Regions from separate parts of the Mus musculus genome. Here regions 1 and 2 are each linked to region 3. Evidence: chromatin contacts called from public Hi-C and HiChIP or PLAC-seq data. All regions are on one chromosome and are shown on one strand. The core of a region is the stretch at or near the end of the contact, and the rest is flanking DNA. Distances in the headings are between cores, read along the strand shown.

What was found. HiChIP or PLAC-seq counts read pairs in DNA pulled down with a chosen protein or histone mark. Hi-C and Micro-C count contacts between places; a contact is called where the count stands out from the background.
Region 1: a Hi-C map of erythroblasts shows a contact between it and region 3, with 2.9 times the contacts expected there. The contact joins two enhancer-like sites. A contact is called at or near these places in 6 of 484 Hi-C or Micro-C datasets (the N1E-115 cell line, bone marrow-derived macrophages, epidermal suprabasal cells and 2 more), 8 of 115 datasets of contacts at active chromatin or transcription factors (CD8 T cells, acute myeloid leukemia, embryonic stem cells and 4 more) and 1 of 9 other capture datasets (embryonic stem cells).
Region 2: a contact with region 3 is called in a CTCF HiChIP or PLAC-seq map of the NIH/3T3 cell line, with 7 read pairs. The contact joins two enhancer-like sites. A contact is called at or near these places in 1 of 39 promoter capture datasets (hippocampal neurons), 1 of 15 datasets of contacts at CTCF or cohesin (the NIH/3T3 cell line), 5 of 484 Hi-C or Micro-C datasets (the HL-1 cell line, Th2 cells, adipose-derived mesenchymal stem cells and 2 more) and 6 of 115 datasets of contacts at active chromatin or transcription factors (CD4 single positive thymocytes, CD8 T cells, Th17 cells and 3 more).

The regions. Positions count from the first base shown.
Region 1 is chr5:31,954,421-31,957,973 of GRCm38.p6, forward strand. All of the region lies in intron 7 of Babam2 (BRISC and BRCA1 A complex member 2), which reads left to right. Among named protein-coding and RNA genes, the nearest start is that of Gm52770, 43 kb to the right of the region's middle. Within about 2 kb of position 2,086, at least 43 of the 459 cell types and tissues checked have an H3K27ac peak or open chromatin away from gene starts, as enhancers often do. A contact at or near this core is called in the N1E-115 cell line and erythroblasts, where this site is marked.
Region 2 is chr5:32,013,637-32,017,505 of GRCm38.p6, forward strand. All of the region lies in intron 10 of Babam2 (BRISC and BRCA1 A complex member 2), which reads left to right. Among named protein-coding and RNA genes, the nearest start is that of Gm52770, 17 kb to the left of the region's middle. Within about 2 kb of position 2,520, at least 38 of the 459 cell types and tissues checked have an H3K27ac peak or open chromatin away from gene starts, as enhancers often do. A contact at or near this core is called in the HL-1 cell line, the NIH/3T3 cell line and pancreatic cancer cells, where this site is marked.
Region 3 is chr5:32,189,856-32,193,562 of GRCm38.p6, forward strand. No RefSeq gene overlaps it. Among named protein-coding and RNA genes, the nearest start is that of Gm36732, 6.7 kb to the left of the region's middle. Within about 2 kb of position 2,371, at least 142 of the 459 cell types and tissues checked have an H3K27ac peak or open chromatin away from gene starts, as enhancers often do. A contact at or near this core is called in the HL-1 cell line, the N1E-115 cell line, the NIH/3T3 cell line and 2 more, where this site is marked.

The DNA.
Region 1 (3,553 bases), core at 836-3,335, 240 kb before region 3:
CTGTTTGACTCTATCATCTGTATTTCTATCTATCTATATATCTATCTATCTACTTACCTTAATTTTATGAAAGTACTTGTCATCTAATTTATATGCTATAAAGGTTATTTATATTTCCTAGATAAAAGTTCTTTTTTGAGTAGGTGGACAGATCCGTAGGTGAGTGGGTGTGTGGATGGGTGGATAGATAGATAGATATTGTGATCACCATGGAAATAAAAACTAAAACCACAAAGAGAACACATTACATCCACTAAAATTGCCAAAATTAGAAAGACTGACAAAAACTAGTGTGGCGAGGATATAAAGCTAGAACTCTCGCTTAGAGTTGTACTTCTATTTAGAGGAAAAGAAAATAAAAGAGCTTGAAGCTCCTACAGAGTTAGATATATGCCTGCCATATAGTTGTTCTCCTAGGAACTTAATGAGGAGAAATGATAGCATATGTCCTCATAGAAATAAACTTTAGATGAGTGGTCATCACAGGCTTATTTACTTACTTGTTTCTTTTTTTTATTTGTTCTGTTTTTTTGAGGCAGAGTTTTCCTTTATAGCCATGGCTATCCTGGAACTCAGTCTAGACCAGGCTGCTGTCCTTGAAGTCACGGAGATCTGCCTGCCTCTGCCTCCCAAGTGCTAAGCCATGGTGCCAGGCCCCATCACAGGCTTGTTTATAATAGCCAAAAGATAGAAACCACCCAAATAACCATCAACAGAAAGTGGCTAAACATATTGCAGAATAACCAAACAGTGGAATAGGCTACTCTGTAAAACTGAATGATTTACTGATGCAACCAAGGAGAGGAATCTCAAAATAATTATGCTGACTGAAAGAAACTAGACCAAAAAAAAAAAAAAAAAAAAAAAGCTGCACGATTCCATTTGTATAAAACTCTAGAGAATGCAAACTAAGCCCTGATGACAGAAAGCAGACCCTTGGTTGCCTGGGGATGGGGATAGCGAAGTTGTGGGAGGGGCTGATGACAAAGAGCAAGAGGAAAATTCGGGGGATGCTGGATGTGTTCATTGTCCTGATTGTGGTTTCCTGGATGTAAACATATGTCAGAACTAATTAAAATTTTGGGTTTTGAAAATGTACAGTTAACTTCACATCATTTGTTCCTTAGTGTTGTACAAAAAAGGGAAAAAGTGATTGTCTAAAGGATCATTTCTATTTGCATAATGACAGAATTCCAAGAAATAGTTCCAGTGAGGCCAGTGTCCTGTGGCAGGAGGTCACACATTAAAGTAGGTAGAAAAGCCAGGTAATCAGACCTTGTGGTTCTTTGTTCCCCAGCCTCTAGTAGCTCCAGTTTATTCTTGTTCTTAGCTGATGTTTGCATTTGTCTGGAGAAAATTGTTCATAAGGAATATATATTTCTGGTTTTATTCTCTATGGAGAGTGAATTGGGGCACTTTACAAAATTAAATTTTGATTCAATTTTTATTTACTTGAGATAGACCCTAGTACTTCTGTCCTCTTGAGCCCATGCTTCACAGATGGTGGGCAAGGTGATGGGCTCTATGCTGTGCTATAGGAGCCCAAGCTCAGCCCTCACAGGCCTGAGACCTCTTTAAGGGGGAGCCATGAGCCACTGATCTTCAGTTGTTTGTAAAATGAGAATAGTAGCTAAATGTAGTGGTGCACACTTTTAATCCCAGTGCTAGGAAGGCTCAGGCAGATAGATCTCTGTAAGTTCAAGGCCAGCCTGGTCCCATAGCAGAATTCCAGGCTAGCAAGGACTACATAATGAAACTGATTGGGAAAGGGGATGGGGGAACATATGAACTACTTTCTCTGCCTACAAGAACTGACATGAGTCACATGGCTACTCCATAAAAGCTCTAATGTGGCCTGCAGATTCAGGAGTTGTTTCTATCTTCATCCTCAGGATGAACTCAGAATCTGCTCATCCATTGTTCGAGAAAAGCCAAAGATGCGTAATCATTGTCATTTACAAGAAGAAAATAAGGCTGTGTTGTGATGTAACTTCTGTGTGGAAACAGGTGACATCACTAAAACCCAGACACTCTGTCCTGCTCCTTCAGAAGCAGTTTCCTCCTCTTGCCTCTTTTCTTCCCTCCTTTGCTTCCTCATTTTGCTTCATTTATTTCATCAACAGATATTGCTAAGTGCCTGCCAGGTGTCAGGGCCTTTAAGGCAGAGAAATAAAGGAGGAAGACAGATGAGTCACCACCACTAAGAAGCTGACATCCCAGTGGGGTGGGGCGCAGTGTCACAGGTGCTCCACCAGGACCTTGCAGAGGGGCAATGGAACACCTGTGAGGACCTGTGACACAGATTTGAGGCATCAGAGAAACGAGAGCCGGAAGAGACTTAAGGGCTAGCCTCAGGAAGAACTGTGGTGAGCATTCCTGTGAGAGGGTCACTAGAGACAGATGCTGCTAGAGCCCTTGAGCTTAGGTGAGAGCAACCAGGAGCCATGTGGAGTTTAAGCAAAAGGCCTAGCATTCACGTCCCAAGTCCTGCGCTTGCGTCTCTCAGAGGTTTTTGGAATAGGTTCATAGTGGTCCTCTGGGTTAAGATGAGTGTTGACCTCTCTCTAGGCGTTCTAAGACTTTCTTGGATAGAACTTAGTTTATGGTGACCCAGTTGACTTGCTTACATTGTTTTTGAACGAGAACATTGAAACGTTCCCAGATGAACAGAACTGTTACTGTCCTGGTCAGCGAGACTAATCCCCATTGTTCCCTCACAGTGAGTTGCTTTAAAGGGGCTCCTATGCATCAGAGAAACTGAGCTCTAACCAAGAGGACAAGCACAGCTCAAATACAGAGGAATTCAAAGGCTGTTTTCCTTCTTCCTGTTGTTTTGCTCTTTAGACAGAGTCTCACCGTGTTGTCTAGACTGACCCTGGGTCTGTGGGCTCAAGCAAGGTCTGCACCACTGAGCTTTACCTCAACGTAGGATAATCCAATTCTGTTTCCCTTTCCCAACTGCTTTGTTGGCATTTAAAAGTAAATAAATAAAAACTTTGGAAAAGGCGTGTTAACTTTTGTAGGCCACAGTAACACTGTTAGGAATGTGTCTACGGTTTCTGCTTGTGTTGGCTTTCCCATTGTCTTTCTGTTCTGCAGCTTTCTGTTTCTTTGGATAGGATCCATTACTATACTTTGCATATTCTTTGGTGGAATATAAACACTAATAACAGAAAGTCTTTGCAGAATTTTCCTAGTAACCGGGATAGCTTGTTCATTGTACCTCTATTCACATTTTAGTTTTTTTTTTTTTTTAAGACCCATAACTTGAGAATTCTAAGGAGTCAAGGGTGTAAATGTCTGGAACAAACTCATACTTTAGCAGTTCAGAGTAATTTTCATCCTTGGGTACTGGGGAGGGGAGGAGAGTGGGTGTTGTCCATCAAGAAGGCCAGGCTCATTGTATGCACTGGAGTCTATTGAACAAAAGTATCAGTGTCTAATCTGACACTGACATATATGTACGTGTGTAAATACTGGGTATAAATATCAAGTTCAGATATAGACAGCCTATTTCTGTAAAAAACAAAAAACAAAAAAAAACAAAATACTG
Region 2 (3,869 bases), core at 1,270-3,769, 180 kb before region 3:
TAACAAGTTGTAACCAACGTAGGCCTCCTGCTTAGAAAGAAAGCCACATTCACAATAACTTATGGTATTGATCTCCTTGAGTGAAATGATTTTTGCATAGTTAGCATTAAAAAGGTACCATTGATGACTTACAGGCAATCTTTGGTGCAGAACTGTGGCTGTTGACAATAATAGTCATCTCTATAACAGAAACTCTGGGTATGCTGTGCCCCAGATGCGCTGATCAGTACTTTGTTTATCTCATGATTATTAATCCACCTAGCACCCTTCTATGAGTCATTACTAGTTTTACCCTGTGTAGCAAAAGACCATACTGTGGCACAGTAAAATTCAGTGACAGCTAGGACTTCAATCTCGGAACTGAGCCATGGCTTCATTATGACACTGCTCCAGATAATCCACTGGTAATGTCCCCAGGTATGTGTGACAACTTTCAAACTCCTTCAGAATTTCATGACAAATCTGGAAGCCCCAACATCAGGAGCAGAATGTCAATGTCAAGCCCCACAAATAGACATGACCTCTCCCTTCTGAGGAGTGAGTGGACTTCTCCAGAGGTGACATTCCTAGTGGTGGCAGTTGTGATCTCTTCCTGAGAAACATAAATATACAAGCTGGAGATAAAAATTCACTCTGACCATAGAAAGAACAAACTATATGGTTTAATGAAAGAATTAATGAGCAACTGAGTGTCCGAAACTCAGCATAGACAGTGAATGTGGCTAATGGTTCATCACACAGAGTTCAGAGGGACCTGCAAGATCCCATAATCGCCCAGGCCCAGGAGGTGATACAGATGTGGGAGTGGCCCTGGTCTAGGACAAGGGGCAGGAGTTGAACTGTGGCCAAGTGTGTGCTCCTTTACGCACTCACCATTGGTTATTCGCTAAGTACGGTGCAAGCAGTTCTGTGTGGTGGACGTACTGTGAGCACCTAGGACTCCTTACAAACAAGAGCATTGAGCCAGCAAGATGGCTCAGCAGATGAAAAGGTTCTTTGCCACTAAGTCTAATCCCCTATACTTGATCTCTACATGGTAAAAGGACAGAACTGACCCCAAAAGTTCTCCTCTGACCTCTACGTGTGTGCCCCCTCCAAATATTGCATGTAATCAAAAATTAAAATAAAAAAACACTGCAAGGCCTAGTGGTACCAGCTTATATTCCAGCTACATCAGGAGTCTGAGGCTGGAAGGACCCACAAGTCCATGCTAAGGATCCGGTACAATGTACATTCAAGACCAACCTGAGTCCCATCTCAAAATGTAAAAAGTAAGCTGTCTGTATAGCTTATGGTAGAACACTTGCCAAGCACATGCAAGAACGTGAGATCACGCCCCAGTGCACGAGCAATAGAGAAAGTAACAAGCACAGGTGAAAGCAGAAGTCGCCCAGGCTCCTTGTGTGTGCAACACCTGCACTGCAGCTTTGTCTCTTGTCTCTTCTCCCAAACCTCCTTGTCATTTGCTTTTAGAATTCTCTGGAGTATTTTGAAGCAAGTGTAAACCACATCTCTTGTATCGTCTATGAATACTTCCGTATGCATCTGTGTGTATCTCTAACAGTGGTGATTTCTAAGGAATGCATCCTACATTCTTATAGCTAATTCTTTAACGTCAGGTAATTCTCAGTCTGCCTATAAGCTTCCCTGTTGGTCTCAGATATGCCTTCTTCTTTGCAAGGTTTATTCTTGTGCATGAGATTGTGTGCATTATATGCATGCAGGTGACCACAGAGTCCAACGGGTACTGGATCCCCTGGGTCTGGAGTTACACACAGTGTAAAGCTGCTGACGTGTGTTGAAAATTGAATCCAGATCCTGTGGAAGATCAGTAGCACTCTCCACCACTGAGCCATCCCTCCAGTCCCTCGGACATATTGTCTTTACAGCTAGCTTGTCCAGATCAGGATCCAAAACAGGATCCCTGAATCTCGGAAGTGTCCCTAAAGAAAAGCGGTGGTCCTCAGTTATGGACATCACCTTCTATTTTTCTTTTCAGAGTATGGTTAAGAAAATCTGCTGAGGTAAGAAACTGTTAAGAGTATCAATTCACCCTTAAAAGAGGCAAGATCTTACCCTATGTAATACCTGACATTGCAGAGAGTTACTAGCTACCTCACTTAGACTATGAGCCATTCAATCTTTACGTCAGCTTTGAATAGAATTTTTAGCAGTTACAGAATGTATTTGTCAGCTCTGCTACTATAGAATTTACAATATTTGCTTTATAGTGGGACCACACGGATATAATGTTTTTCTTGTTTTCTGTTGTATAGTGTGTTTTGAGGTCTGTACATGTTGGCTTATGTGTTTTAGAGTTGCGTCCTTGTTGGTTACTGAGTAGTATTCCACCCCAGATAGTGAATATTGGTTTTTTTGCAGTATCTGGTGATTACGAATAGTGCTCCTTGGATGTAATTTAAGGGAGATCTTTGTTTTGACAATGCTTTTAGTTCTGCTTAGTTAACTGTGGGGTAGGAATGCTGAGTCACCCATCCAGTGTGTGTTTAACTCAGTCATCCACCACCATGCTGTAAAGCAGTGTGACTCTTTACAGTCTTCCCGACAGAGCGTGAGGTTTCTGTTCTTTCGCATGCCTTCCGGCTCTCGCTATCATCAGTCTCTAATCGCAGCCACAGTGGGGTCTGAGAGACTGTCCTGGGGTTTTTAATATGCAATCCCTCATGTGCAGTGCTGCTGAGTGCTCTGTGTGCTAACCACCGAGGGAGTGTGTGGGAAATGGGAGGGTCTGTTGAAATCTTTTTTCTGTTTTTAATTGGCATGTTATTATCTCATTTTTCAGTTTTTGAGCTCCCCTCCCCTTGTCCTGGGAATCAAACACAGAGCCTCCAGCATGTTGGGCAAATGCTATACCATGGGGCCTTATCCCTATCTATGACTTAAGAATTCTTTATAAACTTGGCTGGGATCCATTTGTCAGTAACGTGTTCTATAAACTTTAACAGAGCCATTTGTTATTTGTTTGTTTGTTTAACTGCATCTTTCCAAAAACTACATTTACAATTTTTATGAGGTCTCTTTTTATCACTTCTTAATTTTATAGAACATTTTTTTGCATCCTGCTTAATTAAGTCACCTAATCCAATTCAAATTTTCCTAAATTAAATTAATTTTTTTGAGATGGTATCACTGGAAGTCCAGACTTCTCCTCGACAAGCTTTGAGCAGCAGTAGCAGCATGGTAGGCAGAGAGCCCACCCTAATTAAGTTGTTTCCTTGTAGAAAGTTCATAGTTTTAATTCATGAATACAGGTCTGTATTCTGCCTCAACTTTATGTATGGTGTGAAGTGAGGGACATGATTTGTATATATTTTTTTTTAATTTTCATTCTAGAAACATTGATCAAAAAGACCCAATTTCCCCCACTGAATTGCTTTAGTATCTTTGTAAAAATATTAGTGGACCATGTGAGTTTCAGGTCAGCCTGGGCTACATAGTGAGTTCCAGATTAGCATATTCTAAATACCATGAGCTTTCAGAGAAGGCAGTTATTTTTGCTTTTATGTTGAGCTTTAGTTGATTCCTTAGGATTTTTAGATACATGATCATATTATCAAGAAATGGAGAGCTGGGAATATCAGTCAGAGTGTCTGCCTACTATGAATGAGGGCCCGAGTTCAAATCCAGCACTGAGATAGATGGAGAGACGCTGTCTTACTTCTTCCTTGCTCTATGCCTCCTTTTCTTCCTCCTTCCTTGCCTTCCCCCACCCCTCCCTTTCTTCCTTCTTCCCTGTGGCCTCCAGGTAGACCTGCGAAGGTGTCTACTCATTGCACAGTCATTTGACCTTCTTGTGCTTCAGGCATTTTTAAGCCATGGGGATGCCAGGATGCTTGGGATCTTCTCTG
Region 3 (3,707 bases), core at 1,121-3,620:
CTCTGTGTAGAACACTTGTGCAGCATCCATGAGGCCCTGGTTTCAATGTTTCTTTTTTATTTCTACAAAGATTGAGAAGACTTCAAGCTTTAGAGTTTTGCATCCATCTCAAAACAATGTTTGGATATGAGGTGAGGTAATAGCTTTAAATATCCAGTTGCTCTAGCAGCCTTTAATTAAAAAGGACTTTCCTTTGCTCACAGAAGCACACTGGTGCCTGTGCTGATGAGCAGTGGTGTGCATGCTCCAGGGTCCACCTCTAGCCTCCACTCTGTTCCCGCCATTCTCGTGTCTGGTCTTCTGTCAAGAGCATATGTCGTGTGACCCCTACAGCTTTCCCAAAGGCCTTAAATCAGGAAGCCAGAGCTCCCAGTCAGATAGTGTTTTTGTGAACCCGGGACTCTTTCCCCTCAGTATCTACTTGGTGCTTGCTCTGCTATTTGCTCAGGGCTGGTGCTCAACAAAGAAAGGTTGTCTTGGATTTGATTTTCAGAACCTCAGTTCTTAAGGCAGCTAGGGCACAAATTTGGACGAGAGCATGATGAAGTGTAGCTTTCTTGTCCTCCAGACAGGAACTCTTCTGGGACTGGAGAGAATTCTCCTATGCTGTGTGGAGATAAGGGAACTGGGAAGGATTGGAGGCAGAACAGCTGTCTGTGCCTACATTGTGGGAGAGTTCAAGAGATGGGAGACCCAGGGGTTGGCACGGAGCAGCCTCCAAGGCCCACATCCACCTGGATAGCCCCGAAGCAGCAGAATGATTGATCTAAGCTCAACCCAGAGAATGCCACGTTCTGAAGGCTCATTGGGCAGAAACAGTGGCCATTCCAGCAGAAATTTACATGGACAGGTCACCCCAGTGAACCCCTGAAAAATCATGTTTTACACAAAGAAAGATGAGGGATCCTGACTCTACCAATGGAGTTGTTTGTTTGTTTAACTTTTCTAGCATCAGGAGTCTTCACTGGGTTACAGGGGAAAGAATTTTACCTCTTATACACTGAGTAGATTACTCACGGTTTCTTCCCACCCTGTAGGACATCCCTAGTAAACCCCGCCTGACACTGAAGAATGTGAGCTGGGGACAGTCTGTCCCCTCTGATTGCACTGGAGCTAATGACATGACACTAGGGGAGCCCTGGAGAGTTGAATCCTCGTTCTCTTTGCTGTCCTAGCCCATGCCTGAGATATCAAAGTGCCATCAATCAGTTCATTTTGAAAGAGGGGATCTCACTATGTGGCTCAAGCCAACTTCAAATCAATAATCCTCTCTCCTCAGCCTCCCAAGTGCCAGGATCGCAGGTGTGTGCCCCATACCCAAATCAAAATGCATTCTTCTGAATTCTAACCCCTCTATCCTGAGAGGTTTCGTTCCATTCTCGTTTAGATCAACTGGAAGGAAATCCTAAAGGGTCCAAGCAGCAGTCCTCAAGGTCTGTGAGGAGCAATGTTTGGAGCAGTGGCTGTTTGGGGAGGGTAAAAGAGAGAACTCAGAGGTGGGGCTGCCTCCTGCTTCACGGTCCTGGTGTTATTTTCCATACCATTTGTGCCCTGGCTACACCCATGTTAGGTATGGGGAAACTGGTACTTCAGCCCTATTTACCAAGTGCCAGGAGAGTCTAGCTTGCGTGTTGTTTTGCCTCTATTAGTATGCTCAGCTTGCACTGTAACTCCAAGAATGTTAAAGAGACATTTCAAAATGCATTGAATTAATACATTCCTTTGCAGTGATCCTATGTCCGCTAAATGTTCCAAAATGCGACACATGGAAAACGGAAAACAGACCTAAAGTGTGTGTTTGACTGACACTGTGAATTAGGGCATCCCTCAAAGTATAAACACACCCCCCCTCACTGAATACATATCCCTGCAAGGGTAATCCCTGGGGTAGGGGCCCTTCTAAAGAAGCTGAGGCTAGACCACCAGTTTCAGGACTGCTGCTATACCTCACTGTGCTGGGGCAGAGCTGGGTAATTTGGTCAGAAGAAGTCAGGTAGTTCTCCAAGGGGTTAGTCCTCTGAGCCTACTTGCCTAGAAAGACATTAGGGTTGTTACCTGTTGCTGAGAAAGGCTAGCATCACTCAGGGGCTAGGAAGAGAGAGCAATGGATGAGGGCTTGTATGTAATTCATTGCTAAATAAAGGCTAGCCTCCTCCTGCCATGCCACACATACACATATACACACGTACACACACAACTGCGCGCACACACACATATACACACATGTATACACACACACACACACAAGTACAGACATGTACACCGCCCCCAGGCCTGTTGCCTTGCCTGGACTCCTGGTGCACATCTAGGGCTGTGGTCTAGGGAGCACTGAACTCATTCACCCTCCCAGCAGTCGGGCCATGACGCGCGTGAGCCTCTGACTCATCTCGATGTCATCAGCCCTATTTCCAGGAGTGAGTAACTCAGGGAGGGAGGTGTGGTGGGGGGGGGGTGGAGGGGTTGAAGAGGCAATGTGGTCCAGGAAGAGCCCCATCCCTCCTCCTCCAAAACAGGAAATGCTCCACTTCTTAAGAAAAGATGCACCCTGACTCTGCTCTGAAGTGGGCGGCTACACATCGAGCTGGCAGTGTAGGGACAGCAGAATCCAAAGCTGCCAGGACTTGTCTCTTCACCCCACCCCCAGTATCCAGGGAGTGTGTTAGCCAGAAGAGGGGCCAGTGGACTCTGATCAGACTTAGTAACGATAACGCATGCTATCAAGTATTTGATTCCCACTTTGGCCTATAGGCTTCCCAGTGCTCCATCAACAGGAAATACAAGGCTGGGATCCGAAAGCAGAGCCCTTCTTTCCCAGTCCGGCCTCACTATGGGCTAGGAAGATTTCCTCTGACATGAAGTCCCTGCCAACTTTGGCTTCTTTTCCTCTCTGAGATTCCAAATTGGGCTCAACCTGGACCTGACCCTGTTTCTTCCGTCATACTTTGAAATCCCAAGAGTGAGTGATTGTGGATGGGCTTCAAGTTCAGGACAGACCTTTGAAATAGAGTCACTCTGCCCCCCCTCACCCCCTGGCCTCCCCACCCCCCATCCCCACACCCAGTCCTCTGGTTTTCCAGACAGGCTCCTATAACATCCAAGGCTGGCCTTGAGCTTTTAATTCTGCTGCTTTTAATCTAATACTGTGAAATTATAGGCAGCCACCACCACACCTAGCTTAGAGTCCTTTGGACACAGCACTGGACCAGAAGATCCTGAGTCAAATAAAGGTTAGTAATTCTGCCCATAGTCTGCAAGGTGCCCTAATGTCTTAGCGCCCCCAGCTTGAGGGGTTAAGGTCCCCTGTCAGCTGACAGGGGACCTGGTATCTTACTTATCTTTGCGTCTTAGATTTCCTCCTACCTGATTCCTCTCCAGAGAGGTCTTAGGAAACATCCTTAGTTTCCTGTGGGAAGAATCTCCAGGAGAAGACCATGCTTAGGAAAAGACCTTGCATCTTGTGCGCACTCTCTGTGTCCTGGGCTTGACACTGCCGCTTACACTAAAGAACTTTCTGGATGGATCATCACCTATGTTGCCTGTGATGCCGATGTCATCTTCCTCATGTTTCTGAGGGAACTGGGGCTATATCGTCTTGATACTTAAGTGAAGGAGCAAGATGGGAACCCAGGTCTGGTGGCTTTGTGGCCGTTGCCACTCTTCTATAGAAAGCCCTGTGATGACCTCATTCAGGATTCTAACTGCAGACA